Linked DNA regions of Mus musculus: regions 1, 2, 3, 4, 5 and 6 are each linked to region 7. The links are chromatin contacts, called in public promoter capture Hi-C maps. All regions are on one chromosome and are shown on one strand. The core of a region is the stretch at or near the end of the contact, and the rest is flanking DNA. Distances in the headings are between cores, read along the strand shown. Region 1 holds the start of Mtfr2 (mitochondrial fission regulator 2). Region 2 holds the start of Med23 (mediator complex subunit 23). Region 3 holds the start of Akap7 (A kinase (PRKA) anchor protein 7). Region 4 holds the start of Pex7 (peroxisomal biogenesis factor 7). Region 5 holds the start of Bclaf1 (BCL2-associated transcription factor 1). Region 6 holds the start of Epb41l2 (erythrocyte membrane protein band 4.1 like 2). Region 7 holds the start of Tbpl1 (TATA box binding protein-like 1).

The links. Promoter capture Hi-C pulls out the DNA fragments that hold promoters and counts their contacts. Capture Hi-C pulls out chosen DNA fragments and counts their contacts.
Region 1: a contact with region 7 is called in a promoter capture Hi-C map of liver, with 2.8 times the contacts expected there. The contact joins the promoter of Mtfr2 here to the promoter of Tbpl1 in region 7. A contact is called at or near these places in 2 of 39 promoter capture datasets (liver and pre-B cells) and 1 of 9 other capture datasets (liver).
Region 2: a contact with region 7 is called in a promoter capture Hi-C map of pre-B cells, with 6 times the contacts expected there. The contact joins the promoter of Med23 here to the promoter of Tbpl1 in region 7. A contact is called at or near these places in 3 of 39 promoter capture datasets (hippocampal neurons, liver and pre-B cells).
Region 3: a contact with region 7 is called in a promoter capture Hi-C map of pre-B cells, with 6 times the contacts expected there. The contact joins the promoter of Akap7 here to the promoter of Tbpl1 in region 7. A contact is called at or near these places in 5 of 39 promoter capture datasets (hippocampal neurons, liver, neutrophils and 1 more).
Region 4: a contact with region 7 is called in a promoter capture Hi-C map of pre-B cells, with 5 times the contacts expected there. The contact joins the promoter of Pex7 here to the promoter of Tbpl1 in region 7. A contact is called at or near these places in 4 of 39 promoter capture datasets (the 3T3-L1 cell line, hippocampal neurons, liver and 1 more), 1 of 115 datasets of contacts at active chromatin or transcription factors (astrocytes) and 1 of 9 other capture datasets (adipose tissue).
Region 5: a promoter capture Hi-C map of pre-B cells shows a contact between it and region 7, with 9 times the contacts expected there. The contact joins the promoter of Bclaf1 here to the promoter of Tbpl1 in region 7. A contact is called at or near these places in 5 of 39 promoter capture datasets (the 3T3-L1 cell line, hippocampal neurons, liver and 2 more), 2 of 115 datasets of contacts at active chromatin or transcription factors (astrocytes and extraembryonic endoderm stem cells) and 1 of 9 other capture datasets (liver).
Region 6: a promoter capture Hi-C map of pre-B cells shows a contact between it and region 7, with 4 times the contacts expected there. The contact joins the promoter of Epb41l2 here to the promoter of Tbpl1 in region 7. A contact is called at or near these places in 2 of 39 promoter capture datasets (the C10 cell line and pre-B cells) and 1 of 115 datasets of contacts at active chromatin or transcription factors (astrocytes).

Annotation. Positions count from the first base shown.
Region 1 is chr10:20,346,055-20,349,507 of GRCm38.p6, forward strand. Mtfr2 (mitochondrial fission regulator 2) reads left to right here and starts at 1,765. Exons shown (of 7, transcript NM_027930.3): 1 at 1,765-1,869; 2 at 2,281-2,381. The coding sequence starts at 1,857.
Region 2 is chr10:24,868,538-24,872,250 of GRCm38.p6, forward strand. It overlaps Med23 (mediator complex subunit 23), which reads left to right and starts at 1,449. Exons shown (of 30, transcript NM_001166416.1): 1 at 1,449-1,609; 2 at 1,917-1,948; 3 at 2,127-2,214. The coding sequence starts at 1,562.
Region 3 is chr10:25,295,507-25,298,987 of GRCm38.p6, forward strand. It overlaps Akap7 (A kinase (PRKA) anchor protein 7), which reads right to left and starts at 1,573. Exons shown (of 8, transcript NM_001379238.1): 1 at 1,422-1,573. Gm40617 (predicted gene, 40617) reads left to right here and starts at 3,103. Exons shown (of 6, transcript NR_166644.1): 1 at 3,103-3,311.
Region 4 is chr10:19,906,026-19,909,440 of GRCm38.p6, forward strand. It overlaps Pex7 (peroxisomal biogenesis factor 7), which reads right to left and starts at 1,649. Exons shown (of 10, transcript NM_008822.2): 1 at 1,434-1,649. The coding sequence starts at 1,548.
Region 5 is chr10:20,310,844-20,314,498 of GRCm38.p6, forward strand. Bclaf1 (BCL2-associated transcription factor 1) reads left to right here and starts at 1,626. Exons shown (of 13, transcript NM_001025392.1): 1 at 1,626-1,761.
Region 6 is chr10:25,357,938-25,361,414 of GRCm38.p6, forward strand. Epb41l2 (erythrocyte membrane protein band 4.1 like 2) reads left to right here and starts at 1,861. Exons shown (of 20, transcript NM_001199265.1): 1 at 1,861-2,044.
Region 7 is chr10:22,730,146-22,733,659 of GRCm38.p6, forward strand. It overlaps Tbpl1 (TATA box binding protein-like 1), which reads right to left and starts at 1,302. Exons shown (of 7, transcript NM_011603.5): 1 at 971-1,302.

The DNA.
Region 1 (3,453 bases), core at 515-3,014, 2.4 Mb before region 7:
GATAGAGGTGATCAGAAGGAAGAAGTAGAAAAAAAATAGATGGAAGGTGCAATTCAGGAACAGATGGAGAAGGGATAAATACTAAATATTTGAAAAAGCTGTAAGGAATAATTTTATATTTACTAAGTTTGCATATGATATAGTAAGTATGTGCATGCATACCTATATAGTTTAAATGAAATTATGCCACTTGGAGCGATAATGCTCTGCATTAGAGCCATAGTGGGGGAAAAAAAAATCCAGTACTGGATATGAGAAACTTAAGTTGTTGGTCATTTGAATCTAAGAGACTCCAAAAACAGTTTATGCTATTGCTGGCACCCGCGGTGGCTTCTCAGAAGACATCACACACACACTTAGGACAGACTTGGAGGAACTGTGTTGATCTGATCCTTAAATGAGGGAAAGGCAGCATTTCAAAGCCAACTTTCTTTAATTTCCGATCATGTCCCAAAACATTAATAACAAACCAAAACAACCAAAAACCAAAAAACACATTTCTCCAGAGAGTTTATACAGTCTTGGTTGTTTCTTTTCAGAAATGCTGTATTATTTTTTATTTTTTATTTTTGGTTTTTTTGAGACAGGGTTTCTCTGTGTGGCCCTGGCTGTCCTGGAACTCACTCTGTTAACCAGGCTGGCCTCGAACCCAGAAATCCACCTGCCTCTGCCTCCCAAGTACTGGGATTAAAGGCGTGCACCACCATGCCCAGCCTTATTATTTTTTAAGAATATACATATATTCATATATATATGTTATATATATACATATATTTATATATATGTAATTTGTTTTTGTTTTTTGTTTTGTTTGGTTTTTTGAGACAGGGTTTCTCTGTATAGCCCTGGCTGTCCTGGAACTCACTTTGTAGACTAGGCTGGCCTCGAACTCAGAAATCCGCCTGTCTCTGCCTCCGAGTGCTGGGATTAAAGGCATGCGCCAACCACTCCCAGCAATTGTTAAGATTATTAAAACATTCCTAAGAAAGGAAAAGAAAATGTAAGAATTTCAAAACTTAATGCTCATGTCCTCATGACATGCCAAATCTTTAGTTATTTAACTGAGGTTTTGTAATTAAATACATTACTACAATTAAATATCAATTTGTGAATTGGGTTGTGGTGAGTATAGCTATGACCAGTGTATATAACTCTGCTTTCCATAATCTCTTACTGTCAATACAAAACAAGGGTTTTTTGGTTTTGTTTTGGTTTTGATTAATTAAAGCTTTTTTGCTTTTCATTAGCTTTCAAAAGTTTGAAAGGTAAAGGTGTAAAAAAGCCTTAGGGTCAGCGAGATGGCTCAAGCAGCCTGCTACCAAACCTGAGGTCTCAAGTTCTATCCGTGGATCCTACACAAATTGTCCTTTGGCTTTGAAACAGGTACTTTGGCATGTGCATGTGTAGCGTGCACACACTAAGACATGTAAACAACTAGACTGGACAGTGTGGCTCAACATGAGTAATCCCAGCATTTAGCATAACGGCTAGATATTTTCGCAGAATGACTAAACAATTACAAGTGGGCGGATTCTTTGTTGAATGTTGGGAAGGCTTGACACCTTACTGGCAAAGGACTGAGTGAAGCACAAGTTGCAAAGGCAGAAGACACAATTCCGAATGCTGGGGGCACGGTGCGCATGCGCCTTTCGAATGCGCCTATTGGCTCTTACCCTTCCAATCACCGGCGGCGTCCTCCGGCGGCGTCCAATAGGGATAGACTCCGAACTCCGGCCCGCGAAGCTTGATATTCCAGGCTGGGGTCGAGTCGGAAGCGGCGAGCGATTCCGGGAAGAAGCTACTCTGCGGCTGTAGGTCGCGTCCGGAGAGTTTCCCCGGCCGCCTGGCGCCGTGCAATGCCGCGGGATGGTGAGTGGCACGGGCTCCGTTAGGCCTCGGCTTCCGGTCGGTGGCCGGTGACGGACGGACGGACGGAAGCGCGGGCGGGTGGCGTTCCTCGCGGGGTGAAGAGAGCGGCTGGGCGGTTCTCTCCAGGGGCAGCAGAGCTCCAGGGATGGTGATCTTGGCTGTCGCACATTTGCTTGTCAATCCCTTTACACACACACACACACACACACACACACACACACACACACACACGGTAAGATAGCAATGGAATTTAGTAAAGTGCTCTTTCTTTCCTTTTAAGTCTCTCTTCAAAATAATAGCTCTCCAGGAGCAATCACTTGATGGTGTCATGAAAGGTCTCTGTGGTTTCCTTAGTGCGGTCTATGTAGCAGTTACCTGTCAAGAGTAATAATTGATAACTTCTCTTCTAAGGTACCAACGAACAGCGTTTTCTTGAACTTCCTTCACCAATGTCTTTCATTCTAAATATATTAAGAAACGTGCTGGAATATTTTGGTGTTCCCGTAGACCAGGTAAAAGTCTTTTATTAATTTTGCTAACTTTATTTTTGGGTCTCGTTATTGTCGTTGCTTTGAGACAGGATATGGTGCAGCTTAGGCTAAAAGTCTGGATTTTGCTGCTATTCTTGGGTCGTTTTTGTTCTTTGAGCCAGGCAGGGCACTATGCAGTTCAGGCGTTCCTTGAGCTCCTGATCCCCCCCCCCTACCAATGGGAGGAAGTTAGGACAGAAACTCAAAACAAAGCAGGAACCTGGAGGCAGGAGCTGATGGAGGAATGCTGATAACTGACTTGTTCCACCAGCTTTCTTATAAAAATTAGGGCCACCTGCTCAGGGGTGTTACCACCCACCACCACCTACCAATGGCTGATTACAGATGGACAGTGTGCCATTTTGAACATGTTCTCTGCCCTGATTAGTTTTTATTGTCAACTCGGTATTAGAGTCTTATGGGGAGAGGAACCTCAAGAAATAGCTTAGATTACGTTGGCTTGTGGCCCTGTCTCTAAGTGAGTGTCCTTACTGTTCATAGTTGTGGTAGGGCCCAGCCCTGTGGAGGATACCATTCTTGGGATAATGAGTTCTGAGCTGTATAAGAAAGCTAGTTGAGCCTGAGCCAGGGTTTCTGCTTCTATTCCTGCCTGACTTCCCTCAATGATGATGAATCGTGACTGGCTAGTTTCATTTCAACTTGACACAAACTGTAATGATCTGAGAAGAGGGAACCCTGATTGAGAAATTGCCTTCCAAAAGTCAGGCTATAGGCTAGTCTGTAGAGCATTTTCTTTTTTTTTTTTTTTTTAAAGGGTAGCCAGTCATACTTTTTTTTTTTTTTTTTTTTTTTTTTTAAGATTTATTTATTTTATATGTAAGTACACTGTAGCTGTCTTCAGACACTCCAGAAGAGGGAATCAGATCTCGTTAGGATGGTTGCGAGCCACCATGTGGTTGCTGGGATTTGAACTCCAGACCTTTGGAAGAGCAGTCTGGAAGAGCAGTCGGGTGCTCTTACCCACTGAGCCATCTCACCAGCCCCGAGCATTTTCTTAATTAGTGATTGATGTGGGAGAGCCCAGCCCATTGTG
Region 2 (3,713 bases), core at 199-2,698, 2.1 Mb after region 7:
CTTGCCCATAAGCTCTCAGGAAGCAGTGCCTGCTTCACTGTTAGAGCAGAGCAGCTTCAGTTGCCTGAAACCCACATGAGAGATGGGAGTGGGAATGTGTCTTTACTGGTAAACTGTTTGTCTAGCAAGCAGGAAGCCCTGAGTTCAATCCTAACCCAAACCCTAGCACACCTAACCCTAACCCCAGGTCCAATCTGAAACCTAACCCAACACTTCTTCCTGGCAGATAGTCTCAGGGGCGTCCCATCTCTCGCCATGAGAAATAGAAGGATCAAATATTCAAGGTCACTCTGCTACATAGTAAGTTCATGGTCAACTTGGGATACAAAATACCCTGTCTCAAAACTATAAAATAAAATGAAGACGCCATGGAAACTCAAGATGGTCCTTACACGATTCCCCAGAAGCCCCTCTAATTCTCCAACATTGTGTTAAATTTAAATATTTTATTGGGAGGGTACTACACTGGTATGCCTTTTTGTAAGTCATCTATGCTTGAGGTAGGAGTTCCTAGTAATGAGGGTACCCGAGTCACGTGCTTCTATAAGAAACTATAATAAGCTCATTGTTTTACCAAGCTGGATTTGAATGAGATTTTTTTTTTTTTGAGGCAGGGTTACTCTGTGTAGCCTTGGCTGTCCTGGAACTCACTTTGTAGACCAGGCTGGCCTTGAACTCAGAAATCCACCTGCCTCTGCCTCCCAAGTGCTGGGATTAAAGGCGTGCACCATCACCGCCCGGCAAGATCCTTTCTTTAATCTGTCAATGTCCTCTATTTAGGGTTTATAAACATTTATTTACATCTCCCCAAAGAGGGAAAAGTCCTGTGAGAACTTATCTCCAGTCATGAAAACCAATTAAAAAAATATGGACTTAAATACCAAAGCTAGAACAAAGTTTCTGGAAGAAAACATTGACGAATAGCCTTTGGATAGACAAAAATTTCTTCATACTAAGACAATAAAAAAAAAAGTTTTCAGAAATTTACCAGGATGATGGGAAAATTGTTTTAAAATGATGTACTTAGTACCGCCACTTATTTGCGAATTAACAATAAAGGGTTTATTCTTTTTTTTTTTTTCAACATTCAATAAACGATGACGACACGCCCATCACTGTGCTAGCAACTGAGGGTACCATAGTGAAGACATGGGTCCTATTGGGCAAGAATAACGTGGTATCAACTGCTTCACGAGGTCAGCTCTTGACAGTCACCCACTTGGTTCTGGCCACAGCCCTTGTGATTCGGATCTGCAAATGAAACTCCAAACAGGTCGCAGTTCCGGCTCCAGCCAGGAGAGGGTGGCCTTGCCCGGGATCAAGCAGCGCTGTCAGCTTACGGGGTCACCTCTACGAGCGGAACCAACAGGCTGAGATACAGATTTCAGAGGGGCTGGTAACGGGTAAGCACCGGGCGGGCTCATTCGCCTGGCACCGAAGGAAGTAACAGAGCAAGAGAGAGCGGCGGCTTCCTGCTGGTGGCTCCGCCCCTCCGCTCCATTCTTTCCCGACCCTGGCTCTCACCCGTCTGTCGCCGGGTTCCCCGGGAGCCCGGGGCTCGATGGTACCGATGGAGACGCAACTGCAGAGCATTTTCGAGGAGGTGGTGGTGAGTGCCACTGTCCGTAAGCCAGAGCCATGGCTCCGGGAAGTGCAGGCTGCGTGCGGCTCCAGGCTGCGGGCCTGGGCCAGCTCCTTTCCCGCCCCTATGTTGACATAGGCGTCTGAACCGGGGTGGCGGTCCCCCCATCCCCGGACTGCTGCCAGATCTAAGAAAGTGCTGTTAGTTCCCGCCGCGGTCCCCATAAAAGTGTCGTGCTCTATCTGTATTGCCCGGGAATATTTCTCTCGGGGACATCTCCCACCCCGCCCCCTTTTAGTAGTCAGATCGTTTACTAGTTTTTGTTTGTTTGCAGAAAACAGAAATTATAGAAGAGGCCTTCCCAGGGTGAGTATGTGGCAGGCAGATCTTTGTGTGTGTGTGTGTGTTTTTTTAATTGTTGTTTGTAGATTTATCTTTGTTAGATTCCACTTAAGTTGGTTTTGAGGAGTTAAAAAAAATCTACCTTGCAGGATGTGTACCTGTTTAAAACTAGCAGCAGATAATGTGATTTTTGTTTTTTCAGAATGTTTATGGATACCCCCGAGGATGAAAAAACAAAACTAATTAGCTGCTTGGCGGCCTTCCGGCAGTTTTGGAGTGGACTTTCTCAGGTGAGACATTTCATGTTGAACATCCACTTAATGACGTTTGACGCCTTCCTTTTTACTTTTTACATCTTCTTTGATCTTTTTCTTAAGATCGTTTAGGAAAGGGAAAAATAAGACTGCTGTCATTTTATGTAAATGTACTTACTGGAGAACCTGTGTTAAAAGTTCAAGGTAATAAGATTGCAGTGGGAAATGTTTTAAAAATTTCCTTCTATGTTATATTATGTAAGGTAGTTTTTATCCTCTTTGTATAAATTGGCTTTGAATGGAAACAGATATGCTAAACTTTTCTCGTAAAAGAAAAATGTCACTATTCAAAAAATGGCCCAGTATTTATAAATATGTCCTCATAAAGACACTGTGATAGAGTCCCCACTAGAGTAGTATTTCTCATGATGCACTGTAGACAGAGAAGTGAGCCGCTGGGCTTTCTGTGCCTGTGAGCTAGTATAAAATTTGCCACCCAGTTATGGATCCTAAAGGCAATATGTTCATGTTTTAAACTTTCTATTTTCAACAGGTCATGCTTTGACGTGAACCTGAAATATATAAGGCAAGCGTGACCAAGCTCCACACGCTGGCCGTCTTCCTGATCTAGCTCAGCCACCTGCCCTTCCTGTCTGAAGCCAGCATCCTAGTTTGTGTTCCCAGAACTGTTTAGCTATAAGACTGTCTCTCTGTGTCCTGAGTTCTAGGATTATAAAGCCATCTTCGTTCTTTTCTCTTTAAACAGTGCTGGGGTGTGGGGGGTGAACACAGGGCCTCACACACTGGTCTCCGAACATGTGAACATGTGTCCACATGCTAGGCACACAGTCGTCTCTGAACTACATCCTCAGGCTCACAATTATTATTACTATTATTATTTTCTGCTTTTTGAGTTCGAGACCACGCTGGCCTCGAACTCAGAAATCCACCTGCCTCTGCCTCCCAAGTGCTGGGATTAAAGGCGTGCGCCACCACCGCCCGGCTCAGAATTATTTTTATAGAATCACCATATACCATAGGTATTGGTCAGCAGTTAGCTCTGTACTTCTCACCATTAATAATAAGTTCTAAAGGTATTTCAAGGAATTTTTTGAGTTACAGTTTCTTTCTTACTTCTTATAGCGGTGTAGCATATTGTTATGTGTCCTTACCACCTATATTTATTAACTACCTTCTTGCTTTCAAATTTTTCTTTCTTTTTTTCCAGATAGAGTTTTGTTATGTAGCCCAGGTTAGACTTGAACTTTTAGTCTGCCTTCCTCTGCTTCCTGGTGTCATAGGATAGACCACCATGCTTAGCTAGATGTTTCTCTTCACTTTTTACTTACTTTGGGTGTGAGTGTGTGTGTGTGTGTGTGTGTGTGTGTTCAAGACAGGGTTTCTCTATATAGCCCTGGCTGTCCTGGAACTTTGTTGAACAGGCTGGCCTCAAACTCAGAAATCCGCCTGCCTCTGCCTCTCAAGAGCTGGAATAAAAGGTGTGCGTCACCACCGCCGGCCCACTACTTTTTTTT
Region 3 (3,481 bases), core at 323-2,822, 2.6 Mb after region 7:
ACTGTACTAGGTTGTTTCTAAAGTGAATATTGCTTTTGTAAGAAAAACCATGAATGTATGTAAAGAATCTTCTCAAGCCAAGAAAGTAAATGCATTCAAATCCTCAGATCACAGGGACACTTCAGCAAACACTACCAAAGCCAAGCAAACAGAAAACAAAAAAGACAGACAGACAGACAGACAGACTGCCCAAGTCCTACAAAGTAAGTTTCCTATCTGAACAACAAAACACACCTTCATTGGGCAAGACTCTCTTCTGGTTCCCCAGCACTGTAAACAGCTATGGAATGGGCCTGTCATTCATTACGGTCTATCTACTTCGACTAGCTACGTAAAACAGCAGAGTAGGTCTCCAGAAATGTTTAAACTTCATGCCAACCAGGCCACTTACCCAGTGTGCTTCCATTTGCGCCTCATGAAGAGGGAGCAATCCAAATTATTAAGGAGAAATTGACAAATCGACACTACATGAATGGAAGGACCCAGTAAACTGGACAAGTGCCATAAGCTTTGTCACTATAGGGAAACGATGCGCTAACAGCATCCCAAACTGCAAAGCCACACGGTGTAAAAAGGTGAGAAGAGTCCTCTCTTTCCAACTATTACCCTATTCCCTTCTGCCTATTACCCACACTCCTGTAACCTTATAAAAACATCTCAAGCAGGGACACTCTGGGCATCTCCTCACGTGATACGAGTAATTGCATTCACATGAAATTTATAAACGCATGTACATTATTCACCTGATTTATATTTACATACATATAAAGTATTTACATAGCATGCTTGGACTGCCTATTTTAATATTCTTACGCTTTGTATACATGTAGGTGTTCTTGTAGAACACCTTTTTCCCCTTACTTCCCAGTCCCTTTCCCTCCGAGTCCAACCTCTAATTCCTACCCAGGTTCAGCATACAACGAAAGTTGACCCAAGCTGAAGTACATCCTGGGCGCCAGCAGATTGGCGCCCGTTTTAAAGTGTGCCTTGCCAAGCCTCGAGTAAAACCCTAAATGAGACAAGACAGTGTTCAGAGGCTTCTATTTGCCATTTTAAAAAATAATTAGGTAAATAAAACGGAGTTTTTTTTTTCCCCCCTTGATTTTGTTAACCTCCCCAACACAGTAGGAAAGGATGTGCTGCAAAACTCTGGGTCATGGGTCACAAGATAGGAAGAGGTAAGAGAAACAACAACTTGTGTGTACACCCCTTTCGGTTCGAGGAGTGGAGTGGTGCACGGAGACCCACGGATGCAACCAAACTGCCCGGACTACCGGGCTGGACCGGGATGCCCAGGGTGTAGGGGGAGGGTCGATCGCGAGGGGCGTGGGGCTGCGGGCGGCCTGGGAGGCGGAGCGGGGCGGGCGAGCACGCCCCACGGCAGAGGCCGCCCCGGGGCGCGCAGGGCGGAGCGCTCTCACCCACGGCGGGGCGCTCCATGGTCGCGGCGCAGAGACGGAGGCGCGGGCCCGGGGCGCGCGGGACGGCGGGGGCGCGGGCCGCGGCGGCCAGGCCTGCGGAGGCGCAACGCCCCGCGAGTCGCAGCATCCCCGGCACCCGCCGCTTCAGGAGGAGCCGGAAGGGGCCGGCCCGGCGAGGCGTGGATACCCGGATCGGGGCGGTCCCCGGGGCCGTGCTGGGCTCGGGCTCCGACCTCTGGCCGCCCTCGGTTATTTCCTGCGGCGCGGCCCTTCCCGTCCCACGCTCGGAGGGGCGAGCCAGGGATCCAGAGAGCATTCCTTGGCCCGCTGTCCCTTGAGAACCCGTGTGTTTGCTTTAGCGTGGAGCTTTGGAAACACAGATCTGATTGCAAAATAGGCGGGCTGAGCAAAATGTACAATACAATAGCGAGACCTTGAACGTCGCTATAATGAGATGCTTTTATTTACTTGCCATTACCCCCCCCCCAAAAGTAGCATTTTCAACAGCAGTTTAAGAGCTAAAAGTTGGAATTGTTAAATGAAATCATCTACAAATTTTTTGCAGGCAAGGCTCCTCAGTATCTGAATAAAATAAGAGAAAACTATTTTTTTTAATAGTTAAAATATGAATATGTCTTGTAGAAAAGAATGCTACTGTTTTTTTCCGGGCTGGGGGCAAATGGTGGTATTACTGCTGGTTTGTTGGGGAATGTAATTTTAATTTAAGAAAATATGGTGGTGTGTCTCTTCTCCACAGCTGTAGCCCTTAAAGCTGGTAGGGAACTTTGAAGAATTCCCTGCTTAGCCCCTTTTTGTGGATCTTCACGGAAAACGGTCTTTTTAAAGGAGCAGGCTATCTAATCACAGAGAAAGAACGAAAAATAAGTAAGGGAGCTTGCGGCAAGAGGATCCTCAAAGGCCAGCCGATGCTAGCTGGACTGGACAGGGTACAGATAAGACGTTTAAGCATAAGGATTACTTTACGCAGTAGACAGAGAAACAACTCTTTGCCCTCCCTTTTCCTGCTGGAAGTAGACTATACATTTCTCTTTGTAAGGATTACTCCCCACTCTGTTTTAAAGGTGTATTTATGTAACTGGGGAGTAGGAGCAGTGCACTGACACAGCAAGGTTGACAGCCAGTTTGCAAAGAGTAGAGCACTACCCCCACTCCCCCCTCCTCGGGCTTCACAAAGGACGCTACAGACCTGGGAGACGTGGGTTCTGCACCTCATGTGTGGTCTGATGCTTGGGGGCGAGGTGTCTTCCTTCAGCTCAAGAGCCCACTCCTGGATTTCCCTCCTTTTAAAAACAAAACAAAACCAAAGCGCTGTGTTTCTATTTTAACCACACATCTGTGGTGTAATCCTTAGCCTTGGGATATAACTTCAGTGGAGGAACCAGAACACCAACCCAGCCCCCAAACCTTTCACCTACAATCTACCCTGTCTGAAATAATGTGCTGGGGCAAAGGAGGCAAAGATCTTGGGAGAGTGGCCAACCAGTGACTGCTCTAGTCTGAAGCTCACGCCACAAAAGGAAGCCCATGCTTGATACTACAGCATGACCAGGAACCAGAGGCTGGACAGCCCAGAGACCTTTGATAAGAAAAAGAAAATCGCAAATGGTTCCTAATGATATTCCGCTGTACTCATAGATCAGTGCCTAGCCCAATCGTCATCAGAGAGGCTGCCTTTGGCAGCTGATGGGAGCTGATGCAGAGACCCACACCAAACTTGAGCTGAAAGCTCTCTACTTGGAAGTCTCCTTCCAGTCTCTCCCCCTCAGAGTTTGGGGAGCCCTGAGGAAAAGGGGAAGAAAGAATTGGAGGATTCTGCCAGTGAGGTGGAGGACACCAGGAGAACATGACCCACAGAATCAACTAAGCAGGGTTGGTTCATAGAGGCTCACAGATCCTGCATGGGTCTGGGCTAGTTGCTCTACATACATGCTGTGGTTGTTTAGCGTCACAAAACTGTTGCGAACTGTCGTGAACTGAGGACAGAGGCGAGAAGGAAACCTCGGACTTGGAGGTTAGGTTATAATAGCTTATGTATTGGG
Region 4 (3,415 bases), core at 399-2,898, 2.8 Mb before region 7:
ACTGCAACCGTATATACAGAACAATTAAAAGTTACATAGTATGCTTCAGTCCTTAAATATCCAACTTACCATCTGGCCAGACTGGAATCGGAACACCAGTCTGGGGAAACGCATCAGAGTGCCAACTCACACCGGGCCTGGTGCTAGGCACGCAAACCTTTCAAGCTGGAGCTAATAACAGAAGACAAGGAAGGCTTGTGCTTACAAACCCCCAAGACTGTGGTTCTCCCCTGCTGATACACGCAGAACACACCAATCACAGCATTTTAAGACAGTATATGTGGAAATACCATATACTCGTTGGTCAGGTGTTGAAAACAACATTAACTTCAGTTATGTGCCAACAATCAATAATTTTTGCTGAAAGACTAATGTCTCTTTCTCTCCCCCATCTCACACTCCATTAACATCTGTTCAAAGGGAATCTGCACTTGAACTTTACAAGGTAAGATGACTAATTACTATGCTCACATGCACATTCAACTGTTCAAACTAGAGTCTTCACAGAATTTCGCTTTGAGTTTTTGTGATCAGTGAGGTGGGTAAAGTGTTAAAGATCTTCCACTTAAACGTAACTGATGAAGAAGAAAAAAAAAAGTCAACTGTCAGGTCAGAGACCCGACCCCTTCCATGTGCAGAGCCAGCTTCTAATCCCAGTACCCACTTGGCAGCTGACAACCATCAGTAATGGATCCAACACCCTCTTTGAATCTTCTCTTCTGACCTTAGCTGGCACCAGGCATGGTTCACAGACATACATACAAGCAAAAAACTCAGACACACACACAAAAAATCTCTAGAAAACAATTCCTAATTATACCAATTTCTTGTAAGAAACCTTTATAAAAGTCTAAAGTTTGATGGCCAAGAACTGTGAACCCAACCGTGAAAGCACTAAGCACTAATGGACAAACTATACGGAAACAAGTTTATTTACCACTACTTTTCAGAAATCGTATTTTTTTCCTGCAGTAAACAAGTATTACAGATCACTGACATTATGCAATGGTTTGCCATACACTGCTCCTGTGCATAAACAGCAGATGGGGTATAAGTTAAAATAAATGGCTTGAGCACTTAGACATCTCTGCACATTTATCCACTTCCCCTAGAACAACTAAAAGCGAGCACAGAATTTTCTAGTTTTTTTTTTTTTCTTTTTCAAGAAAGGGCCAGCGTCTCCCTAAGTCTCTGTTGAGGATGGCTTTGAACTGGTGGCTCTGTTGACTCCACCTTGCAAGTACTGACAAGTGCATCCTTCTTACAGAAGGGAAAGGACTAGCTGTAGACTTCCCCTGGGCTCCAATGCCAACTCCGCAGAAAGGGGGACCTAGGAGGGAGGGCCGAGCTCTGTCGCCCCCTGGCGGTGGCGGCGGCACCGCGCGCTCAGCGGCGCGTCCTACGCCCGCCCCGGAGGCGCGGCCCGCGCTCACCCGCGATGCCGTAGTGCTGCGCCGCGGCACAGGCCAGGCGGCCCGGCAGGTACGGAGAGAACTCGGCCGCATAGCCGTGGCGGCCGGGCACCCGCAGCGTCCGCGCCGCGCTCATTCCGCTCGCCCGCCGTCACTCGGCCTCCCGGCCCGAGCGCGGAAACAGTCTCGAGGTAGAAGTGCCCCACTGCGGCTCACTGAAAGTCCAGGAAGGCCGGGCGGAAGTGACGACGCCGACGCCCGGAATCCTAGATTTTGATTGGGCTACATAGAAAAGGGAACTGACGCCGCGAGGACCATTTTTCTTTTGGGCAAAAATCCAATGATTTGCTCTAACTAAAATCAACTGGTCTTTCAGAGATTATTCTAGACCTAAAAGAGAAGATACTCGCTAGGAGTCACTTCAGACAGTTGTTCACGTTTAATTGCAACCTCCATGTTTTTTTTTTAAATAAAAACCTTGTGTTTTTATTAATTGCTTGAACTTTAAAACTTTGCTATTCTGACATTTTCCTGATGGTTACGAAATAAAAGCCACAACAAACTCGGAAAGCAGTTAGTGAGTCCAAGGGCAACGAATGGAGTACTAGGTTGCCCAAGGTAATTTGAATCCAGACAACAATGAAGTTAAAGGATAGGACTATTATCATGTGCAATTTGCGGTCTATAGGTTTTATGTAGTTAGTTGCACTATGCAGATATATTCCAGTAATTAAGGAAGACTTGGGCTCATTAATTTCTTCATTCAAATGTTTGCCAAGCATATGCAATGTGGTAGATGAATGTGCAGTTTGCCAAACCAAACACTGAAGAGTGAAAGAGACTTGTTAATCATTAAACCAGTCAACCTGCACAGACCAAGTCATGTACCAAGCTTGGTGCTAGACTTTTGCATTCAAAAGACCCACTGGGATACGTGGTTGAGCTCAAGAGATTACAAGACTTGAAAGCTGTCAAGTGTAATCAAAATGCTATTGATGCTGTGATGAATATACACAGATGTTTTTAGGGTAGGGTGTCAGGGAACATTTTAGAAAGGAGATAATCTAGGGTGAATTCATACAAATGACTTTCTCTAACTAAAAAGTTGGAAGCCATTGTGGGATCAGGAGAAGGGTGAAGAACCCAGGAAACCTAAAACCGCAAGGGATGGTAGCTGCCAGGACTCAGTCTAGCCTGATAGAGAAAGAGCACTTTGGGTAGATTCCACCTGGTGAGAGAAAATCAAATGCTCCAACATGAACTCTTGTATTGTACCCCATGCCCAAGGAACTGTGCTGCAGCTTAAATAATAGAGATCTGTGCAAGTTTTCAGATATGGATCATTTAGTGAGTTATCATTCCCAAGCAACAGTAACTGGAGGCTAGAGATTGGCAATGGAGTACAGTTAGAGACTTTAGCAACAACTCAAGCAGAAGATGCTATAGTTGGGTAATAGTGTTTTGTTGAGAATTATGGAAAGGTGTGGAGAGGGTACGCTTAAGGGTCAAATGAAGACAAAAAGCTTAAATGGTTTCCAACTCTTAGTATAGTACTTATCTAGACACAGGAATTGTTTATTGAAATAAGGACAATGGAGCATTAATAAACTCCAGTTCTGCATGTTGACTGTGTACTGTGTGCAGTACTTGAATACAGCACAATGGAGTCCAGCCAAGCCTTCTTACTTGCATGTAGATAATATTTAAACCACGGAAATTATTTTTATTTAGCAAGAGAATGGAATGAGAGAAGACAGATAAAGGCAGATTTGGGGCAAACAGCCACATGGAAAGCTGGCAGTGGAGAAGCTATGGAAGGGAGAGAGATCCACAAGATGGGGACTGTAGACTCATTTATTACTTGGGGCTGGAGAGATGGCTCAGTGGGTAAGAGCAATGACTGTTCTTCCAGAGGCCCTGAGTTCAATTCCCAGCAACCACATGGTGGCTCACAACCATCTGTAATGAGGACTGATGCACTCTTCTGGTGTGTCTGAACACAG
Region 5 (3,655 bases), core at 376-2,875, 2.4 Mb before region 7:
TCGCACACATACACTTCCCCAGAGCTATAGACCTCGATGAATTAGGTCTTTGTTTCCTTTTGGCAGATAGGACTGCCTACATGCTGAGTTTTACAGCCTGAATAGTACTTCTGCCATGGAGGGAGTTGTCTTGGGCCCTACTACACTTCTACCATAAAGGTCCCAGGGATTGAACTCAGGTTGTATTGGGCTTGGGAGCGGTTCCTTGACCGTCTGAGCTCCTTACAGAGGCTCAACCTGTTTGTTAGACATCCACTTATTTATTTGTTCCCATGTCTTCCTTCTTTGGTAACACATTGATTTATTTGAGGTCAAAGTTAGGTTAGGAAGGTGTACTTCTGTGGCTGAACAATTGTGTAGCGCGTACCAGGCAGGTTCTGCGGGTTCAGTGCCCAGCACAGGGGATCTAATGAGCGAAAAATTATATTGCCTTAGATGAAAAGATAACTTTCCAACATATACTAGAATTGCACAGGACTTAATAGCTTCAAAGTGATTAGATTTTGGTATTTTGAATAGATTAAGAGCTATTGGCCCCTGCTGTCTCATTAATATAAAATAGCACAGTTGTGCTGTCTTTGTGCTTCATGTAAATACAGCTCACCTACTTGACAAGTATTTTCTGAGCTCCTACTTTATGCTTTAGACCTATCAGGGTCCCGCATATAGCGCAGATCATAGCTTCCACCATGGTAGTGGGAGCTGGGTGCGGAGCAATTGCCCAATTAAAATACAATCAAAATCAGGATTCATTGGTCAGTCAGGTACTTCCTCCACTGTGGAGTGGATTGTGAGGACAGGCTGCCCTGAACAAGGTTAAAGATCAGAATCAAACTCTAATGCTGAACTTAACTGACAGGCTGCCAATTACAGCTTTGAAATCCTTCAAGGAATTTAACGTTGTCCTAAAATATCACACCGTAATAACGGCTTTAGTCCCTTGAGTGGTCCTGCTTTGGTAAGAACAGCAGGTAAATATGTCTGCAACTTGCTTCAATTCAATCCTGGCTTCTTCGTTTATAATCTGATTCTGGCAGATCCAGTTAGGGCGTGAGGTTTCCGGATCCGTACAAAACTCTGAGAAAGCCTCAGGGGCCAGGCTCCGGCGCCCGGGAAGTTAAGAGCCATTCCGTGACGCAGTCGCCCAGCCGATCCAAGTCTCACGATCGGCCCGGGAGGGGGCGGGGGGCGAGTTCACCCGAAGCCACTCGGCAGAGACTGCCTTGTAACTGTCATGTTAGGCGTCCGAGGGACGGCGCTTCCGGGCAGACGCAGCCCTGCGTCGTCGGTTTTCCGGCCTTTTCCTCAGTGAGAGAGCTTCTGGCGTGCTCTGGGTCGCCGCCTCAGAAGGAGCCAGGCTCGCTAACAGCGGCTCGGAAGTCAGGGGACATCAGTCTCGACTGTTCTTCGAACAAAGCCGAGCCGCCTGCGGAGAAGCCAGCCAGCCCTTCAGGGCCCGCCCCACCCTTGTCCCACCCCCTGTCGGCTACACCTCGCGAGACCGGGCAACGAGACTTCCCAGAAAGCCTTGGGCTACACTCAACCGCGGTTCGCCAGTCGCGCCTGGGCGGGACGGTGGGAGGGGCCTGCCTAGCGATTTAGCGGCCTGGAAGGCCACGCCCCAAGTCGGAAGTGACGGAGCCGAGCTAGCGCGACGAGGCCGCCTCTATGGTCTTCCTCTCCTTCTGGAGTCGGGAAATGGCCGCTGTGTAGTTAGCACGGAGGTAAACCCTGCACGCACATCGTGCTTCGGCGTGTCAGGTAGGCCTCGCGCCGCATTCGAGTCACTCAAAGGAGAAAGCCGAGGCGACAGGGCGGTTGGGTATCGACAACTCTGACGCGTGGTGACGGGTCGGCGGCGGGAACGGGGACCCCGAGCCGTTACTCGTGCGTTTTCCTCCTCGCTCCCTCGGGTCTGGAAGGCGCCGCGGGCCGCCGGGGTGGGGGGATGGGGGAGCTGCGCCACCAGCGGGCCGGGCTGCGAACCTGGCTCGGGGCCGGAGCCCGGGAGGCCTCGGCGTGCGCGTGCGCAAACCGCTCGCCGACCCTTCCCCCACGGCCTCGGCTGGGACTCCTGCGCGCGCCCGGCCCAGGGCTCTGCGCACGCGTGCTTTTTTCCCCTTTCTTCCCTGCCCATGGCAACGCCGCCGCGTGTGTTAGTTTCCGAGCCTTGCTTGTTGTTGGCCTTGGGGGAGGCGTCTTCCTTCCTGGTCCTAGCCTTTGGGACTCGGAGGAGATAACGGCGAGCTGCGACAAAGTTAAGCAACGGAATCAGCCACGTCGTGCGTGGCGGTTAAGCCGCCTCCCTCGCCTCTATGGGGTACATATGTCGGTTTAGGCCAGGCTTAATCAGATGAAGGCTTTCGATCTGTTTGTAGCAGACACCTGGGTGTTGGCGCCAAAGTTTTTCGTTTTGGCTCCCTACCAACTCACTGTTGTAGCCGATCAGTAGGTGCGTAGTTCCAGTTTCTAGCGGGATGCGACTAAGAGAGGGGCCCTTTCTCAGTAATCCAAGCGCTGACATACCTTTTTTTTTTTTTTTTTTTCTTGTTTTTCCAGACAGGGTTTCTCTGTGTAGCCCTGGCTGTCCTGGAACTCACTCTGTAGACCAGGCTGGCCTCGAACAGAAATCCGCCTGCCTCTGCCTCCCAAGTGTTGGGATTAAAGGCGTGCGCCACCACCGCCCCGGCTACCTTTTTTGGTAAGAGTTAGCACACTTTAGAAATTGAGGATATTGGCAGCGGTGATTGGGGGGATAAATGGGTGAAGGAAGAAGGTTATAGTTCTGTCACTCAGTGCTGGCCTTGAACTCCCAGTTAATCTCCTGCCTTAGCTTCGGGAGTGGTGGGATAATAGTATTTTTTTTTCGTCACTTCTTCGTCACCCCAGCTGAGTTTTAAGATTTGTTTTCTTGGTCTGGGGAGTGACCAGAATATTGGATTTCTGTACCCTAGACGATCTTCTTGGGTCCAAGTGGCTTCGAACTACGGGTTCTCCATGTATATATGTGTTTGGGTTATAGATGTGCAAATTCATACCCAACATATTTTAAGTTTATCTAGTTAAAGTGAGGACCTGTACTTTCTACCTTTAAATTTAAAGTTTTCTATTAGAATTGAAAAGGAGAAAAATTGAAAGGGAAAAAAAACCTGTTAGTCACTTCAGACTCACATCCTGTTGGTACAGCATATATATTTTTGTATTAAAAGGGAATCGTAGAACAAAATGTCTTGTCCTCACTATGAGCTTGTATTCTAGATTAGCCCTAACTGGGATAGTTGGTACTGTTACGCAATAAAGGACCTTTAAAGACTTACCAGTTTGCATTTTTTGTGTGATTCTAACCAAATTCAGGGTAGTGTGCTGGGAAGGATGTCTCTAAAGTCGTTTTTAGTAAACAGCTGAGATTTCCAGTGTTGGAATAACAGGCTCCAGCCACCATACATACCCAGTGTATGTGGTGCTGAGAATCAAACCCGGGGCTTTGTGTGTGCTGAAAAGCTCTGTCAGCTAAGCATATCCCCTGTCCTAGAGTTGACTTTTGTCTTAGAAAGCAGAAGTTAATTTTAGGACTTGAAAGCCGATCTGGAAAAAGCACTGCTTTTTAGGCTAGTATCTAGTTGAATTTATTGAAAAACTTATTGTGGGGAGCAAG
Region 6 (3,477 bases), core at 611-3,110, 2.6 Mb after region 7:
ACCCAGGACTACCAGCCCAGGGATGACGCCACCCACAATAAGCCCTCCCCCTTGATCACTAATTGAAAAAATGCCTTACAGCTGGGTCTCATGGAGGCATTTCCTCGAGGGAGGCTCCTTTCTCTGTGGTAATTCCAGCTTGAGTCAAGTTGACACACCAAACCAGCCAGTACATGATCAACATGGTGAACATCTGTCTCAAACAAAAATGAAATATGTCTTATTCTTAGTATGGAATCCAAATTACAGATATTTAATTTCAATGTCTTGGAAAGTACTGGATCTTGAAGTTTGGTTTATGGGAGCTGCCTCTGTGGACCAGGTCTTAATTATTTCCCTGAAGGTCTTGGGTTGAAAGGCTTGGTCCCCAGTTAATGATACTGTGGGGAGGTGGGAACTTTTGCATGTGAGACCTAGTTGGAGGAGGTTAGGTCACTGGGTATATGTCAGTGGAAGGTATATTAGGACCTCAGTCTCTCAATTCTTGCTTCTCAGATTCCATGAGGTAGTTTGCTCAATGTGGTCCCTGCCGTGATACCTTGCCACCCATTCAAAGTAAAGGACTGGGTGACCAAGGACAGAAGCCTATGGCGCCATGAGGAAATCTCTTCAAAGTTATCTGTTTCAGGCATTTCCTCATAGCAACAGAAAAGCAACACCAATTATTCCAAGCCTTCTTTATGCTAGAAATGTATGTAATCAGGATTCCAGTATTCATTAAACAGCTTATCAAACTCTCCTTGTGTTCTTAGCGTCTGGGACTGAAGTCAACTAAGTCAACTCAAGTTCCTGACACACAACAAATGCTATTATAGCAATAATTTTATTATTTACAAGGATGATTCTAGCAAGTAATTTATTTCCCCAACTCTTTTCTTTTTGATGTAGGTACCCTTTTCATAGCGAGGAACCAGCTGATAAAACACCTGCATGTGTGCCATTACCTGGGAAGTATCCACACGCAAGGCATTGCTACTGATGGTTAATTTGATCTTGCTAATTTTACAATGTTTAGGAAGGAAATTGGCAGAGGTGAATCATTAAAGATTTTATTAGAGGTGGGAGGAAGCAAATGACTAGAAGAACACAGGGTGGGGTTGAAGATGCTGGAGGCAGTGGGCTGCCACTCTGACAGCTTGACATGCAATGCTCAGAAAAGATGAAATAAGTAGAAGAGATTGAGGTCTAATTGTACTAATGTGTAAAACTTACCACTATCTATCTATCTATCTATATCATTCATATATATAATATATACATATCACGTGTGTGTATTTTTTTATTTTAATTTTTTGTCACTGCCTTATCCCCATTATACTTTGCAAGCTAGGTTCTCAATTCTCTGCCGGGAGATATCCTGACTAGTAAGGCTGAGCATCAAAGCGCCTCTCCTCCACAGGGTTTACCCAATCTCTCCTGCCTCTCCCACAGGAAGAATAAATGGATTCTTTTCAAGCCTATCCTGTGAAAGCACTTCTTTCACTGCAGACTGAGGGGGGACCCGGCTTTCCTTATTCGGTTTCCTGGACCTGCTCTACCGTCTACCACGAAAAAGGCATCCAGTGAAGGTTTGGTTAGTGAAAGCACTCCGAAGAAAGAACTTTTCGAAGTTGAGAGGGCATTTAAGGCCAAGATACTCAGAAAGAACGCCTCGCACACGTGCACTGGCTGTCATTATCTCCAGGGTCGCTCCGAGGGCGAAACGCACCCCTGCGGCGGGGCACTGGGCCCGAGAGCCGCGCGAACCCCTCGGGAAGGCCCCCCTCCCACGCCAGCAGGCGCCGGGGGCGTGGCTTTGGCCGTGGGGCGTGGCCTGCCCGCGGGGGTTTCCGCGCCCGGGGCGTGCCGGGCGGGGGACGAGGGCGGGGCTTCCGCCAGGAGGGGGCGGGGCTTGCGCGGAGAGTTCTCTGACGGCCCCAGTCAGGGAATTTCAATTTGAAACCCAGAGGAGGGTGGAGGCGGCGGGTGCGGAGGGCCGGCGGCGTCCGAGGCTGGAACGGGACGCGTTCCCGGGGCGAGCAAGCTCGAGAGGGGCGGTGTCCGGGTAAGGAGGCGAGCGGGCTGCGGAGTGGCGGGCGGGGTCCTGACACGCTGCAGGCGGGAAGCGGACCCCGGCAGGAAGCCCGGACGGCCATCCCGGGCGGGGGAGGGGGCGGCCGCGGGCCCGTCTCTCTCCTTCCCGGGCGGGGACCGCGGCGGCGTCCCCGGGCTCTCGCGCCCCGGCCCTGCCGAGGCGTGCGGCTCCATCCTGGGTGCCGGGGGCTCGCCGCGCCCTCTCTCCCGAGGGTCGCCAGACGCGGGCCCGCGGCGCGCGTGGGCTCTGCGGGAGTCGGGGAGGGAGCGCGCCCCGCCAGCCACCCAGCCCCACGCGCGCCGCAGGTCGGGCCAACGCGGGCGACCCTCTGTCCCCGCCGCCCACTGTGCGGTCTGGAGCTGAGGACAGACACCCTCGCACGTTTTCTGCGGCGAGCCTTCCAGCTCGGACACCAGGCCATCCGCCCCCGATGGCTTCTTTTTCTCGGCGCTGGCAGCTGAGGGGTGGGAGCAGTTTAGGTGAGCTGCAGGTCAGGGGCTACGAGGAGGAAATAACCGAGTCGGTGGCGTTGAGGTTGGCATCTCGGGATCCCCCATCCTCAACCCCAGACGTCTGCGGTGGACGTTAGTCATTAAATGTCCCCAGACGCCAGCCTCAGGCGGGGCCAAGTTTTATTTATTTATTTGGGGTGAAGTTAGAAGAGCGCCCTCTTCCCCCGGTGTCTTATTTTGGGGAGTGGTCTCCGTGGAGCTTCCTTACAAAATGAGGAAGCCCTTCAGAAAATCTGTCACCTGAACAGCTGTCCCTGATTTTTAAGGTTCCTGGGAGAGTGGTAGGCACGGTGGCATCTAGGGGAGTTGTACTTACATTTCCTCCTTTGGGAATCAAGATTCTCTCTGTTTCTTGAACTTTGTTGCATGTGAAATGTGGGGTGTGCAGGGCAGTATGTTCTTGTTTCTGTGATTAGCTACAAAACAAAACAAAAACGGTCTCAGTTTTCTCCACTCATTTTTCTTCAGTCCTTCCTGTCTGTCTTTCTTCTTTTCTTTTCTTTTCTTCTCTCTCTCTCTCTCTCTCTCTCTCTCTTTCTTTCTTTCTTTCTTTCTTTCTTTCTTTCTTTCTTTCTTTCTTTCTTTCTTTCTTTCTGGGAGTTCATTATCTCTGTATTCTTCATTGCCTTATCACGCTGCATTAGCAACATTTTAGTCTACCCTGTCAGACATTCCCGTGGATTTGAGGAAAACTCGATCCGTTTCTTGGCTGTGGGAGATGAAGTTTAGAAGTTGCAGTGCTTGTACAGGTTTTCCTGTGCTATTCAGTTTGTTTGCAGGCTCCTGCTGTGAGAAATCTGGTTTGTCTTGCAGCCCCTGGTGGGCTGCCTTGCAATGTTATCCTGGATCTTGGTAGGCACCAGCAGCCCCCTCAGGTTGCTAGTTTGACAT
Region 7 (3,514 bases), core at 52-2,551:
GAATATTTCACGGGGCGTATCCAAACCCTAAATAATTCTTTCAATCAGACAGTGCTAAAAGTCACTTCTTGATTTGAACGGACTGCTGTTTTCTCAAACTTGGAAAGAGACTGCAAATTCTAGCCAGAAGATTGAATGCCCTCCTTATTTACATTTCCCTTTTTCAATTACCTAAGGGAATCTGTTATGGCTTCACACACAAGTCGCAATTCTAAGCCATTCTTCTTAACCACAAGTATGCCAAGCTCACACTAGTCACTGCCAGTCTCGCTCTGCAGGTGACAGATGCAGTAAAGCTCACAGATGTGGACTGGCTGCAGCTTGACACTCGGTGCAATGTACACCCTGGCAGAGCCTGCAGATGCACAGCTAGCTCAGCAAAGGGAGTGTTTTCTATTTCAGTCATTTCCCATTTTATATACTTCTAGGACCCGTCCAGACGATTATGAAGCGATTACCGCCCCCCACCTTCCCACCTCTCATCCCTGCTCAACCCTATTCACAATTCATTTCTATCTTCCCGCGTTCCAGATCCTTCTTGCCGAAGCTTAATTCGGCCACTACTATTATTATAGAGTGGGGCTCCCGGCAAGTGCCAGAAGCGAGAGGCGCCGGCGCCGCTATTTAGGGGAGCCTTCGCGCAGCTGCTCCAAGTTTTCCGAGAAGCCACCGACCCCTCGCTTAGTGTCACGGTCCCTCTTTCCCCCGGGAGCGGGCTCCAGAACCCGGTCCATCCCTGCCCGCCTTCCACCGCGAGGCAGGCGCGCCCCACCCCCACCCCGTTATCCCTACTGGGATGCCCGAGCCGCTTGGCCCGTCCTCTCCACTAGCCGGTGGCCCGCGGCGCTCCCGTGCTCGGGTCCCCGCCTCGCACAGCTTCCCCGCAGCCCAACCGGCGCGGAGACGCCCCGCGGCAGCTCCAGGCCCCGCGGGCCCCGCACCCCCATCCCCGGACCGCCGACGGGGTTACCGTGGGAAGACGGGGCGGTCGTAAAGGACACGGCGGCAGCGCTGCTGCTGGTTGCGTCGGACGCGGAGAAGAAGCTGGAGGACAAGGATGAAGATAAAACGGGTCCGCTCCCCAGTCTCCATGGAACTCCCGCCCAGGCCCGTTGCTAGGAGCCCCCCAAGGCTCGAGCTCGGTTTCTCGCTTTGTTGTTCCGGGTACAGGGCGGCCGCCGCTTCCCCCGCGACAATAAATAGACTAGACGCACGGGGGCATAGAGGCGGCACGAGGCGGCTAGAGCGCCGCCGGACCCAGGAGCTCCGGGGATCCCGGCTAGCCACTCACTTCCGGTTCTCGCTGCTCCCCTCTCCGCCCCAACCCCTAGCTCCTTCCGCCTTCCCGAAGCCGCTGGCGAAGTCCTCCTCCTGCCCGCGGGCTGGGCGAGGCGGAAGTGGCCGGAGGGCGCTGGGTACCCGGGCTGCGCTTCCCTGAGCTCGCCCGCCCGGGGTGGATTTGAAGCCCCCGGTTTATTTTCCAGCTCCTCGTTGGCGAGCAGCATGACACAAATGGGCTTTCATTTTCCTGTAAACCAGAACTGTGCCTGGCACCCAACCGCCTGTACCGACGAGCTCAGCTAGCAGCCACTGGGCCCTTAGTCGTGACCCCGGGGTGACGGGGATCCCGGCCTTACTCATCGAGGGCCCCCGGCGGCGTGGCGGGAGCAACAGGGCTAGCAGGACGCTGGCGACGCACACTCGCTGGCTTGAACGGCCGCACCGGGCGGAGTGCGCCCTCGGGATGGCTTGGGCCGTGCTGCCCGAGGAGCGAGGCTCATAACGGCCGGAGCGCAGCCGCCCGCGCGACCCAGCTCTTGCCCTTGTGGGCTCGCTCTGGCCGGTGGTGGAGGCCAGCGGGTTAAAGGTCACGTGAGCCGTTTCCTTAGGTGGCTTGGCCTCTGACTGGAGCCACTTGGCCTTTTGAGAATGACTTAGACTGTCATCACAGGGTTTAGACGTGCACACCTAGTAGGGAAGTTTAAGTATTTGAGGGATAGCCAAGGATGCCTCTTTATCTCTCCTCCCTACTCTTAAAGTGTGAAAACGCGCGCACAACACACACACACACACACACACACACACACAGCGCACTCGAACGTTTTAAAGCCCTGAAGGACAGATTTGCTTCAGTTCTCACTTTTATTTATTTATTTTTTTGAGCAATATTAAATAGGTGTACTTTGTGTGGGATAGGACGAACAAGAAGCTGGGTGAGAAAGTCATGCCTATGGTGACTGATTTTGACAGATTTAGAAGGGATGGCCCTGAGAGGAGAGGAAAAGAGGATGTTGTGGTCTGGCTACACTGGGGCTGGCTACACTGGGGCGTGGAGGTGTTAATAGGAATAGGGCATGGCGAGTATAGCTAGGAGAAAGTGACAAGATAAAGTTGGAGGGGAACGAAGACCCAAACTCATCTGCACCTTGCAGACAGGAGTTTGGATTCTCTCCCAAATGGAGAGCAACGGGGTATGGTTTAAAAAACAACAACAAAAAAAAAAAAAACAAAAAAAAAACAAAAAACAAAAAACCGATAACCAGAAAAAGCTCTATTTTTAGGGGCTACTGCCCTGTTTAGAAGGCAATTTTACAACAATGGCGACTGATTCTAAGGTCTTTGATACTTTCCTTCAGGCAGCCCAGCAGGATACCTGGAAAGTGCCCTCTACTTTGGGCTGCCTTTTGTTATAGCCAAGGAGCCTTCCTTATAGAATTGGATATAGTTGGCTTGCAAGTTCCACTTGCTGTGGTGCTGGTTTTGATTGTTAGCTGATTGGATTATTCTTTCACCCTAGATGATTAGTAAAGTGCACTTTTAAGTGTTCTCTGCGATGATAGCACCTTCAGAGACAACTGGATTGCTCTCAGTAGAGCCATTACAGTATGACAGCATTGTTACATGGAAATGAAAGGTAGGTGAGGCCCGCTGGGAAGAAGTAGGTCATGGGTGTGTCTTTAGCTGACATTGCTTGCCCTGATCCCTGCTTTCCCATTTCTTCCTGGAGGGTGATGGGAACTCTTGCTCCATGAACTACTAGCCATGATGGACTGGTACCTTAAACTAAACATCTTACTAACACTGTAGCACTGACAGCTAAAGAGGCAAGAGTTTTAGTTGACTTCACTGTAAAGTGGCCGTTCTCAACCTTCCTAATGCTGAGACCCTTTAATACAGTTCCTTATGTTGTGGTGACCCCCAACCAAAACATTATTTTCACTGCTATTGCATAACTAGTTTTGCTACTGGTATGAATCTTAATGTAAATATTTTTTCCAAAGAAGTTTGCTAAAGGGGATTAGCCCACAGATTGAGACATGCTACTATTAGTCAAGAACTGATGGACACTGACACCCTATTCATCCCAGACCAGACAGACTAGCGAGCCTCAGTGGTAAGAGTTCTGCAACTGCAAACGTAACATAGAAGCCATGATGGCAATATTGACTGTCAGCTTGGTGAGGATTAGAGTCTCGTAGGAGGCAGATATCTGTGCACAACTGTGAGGTAGTTT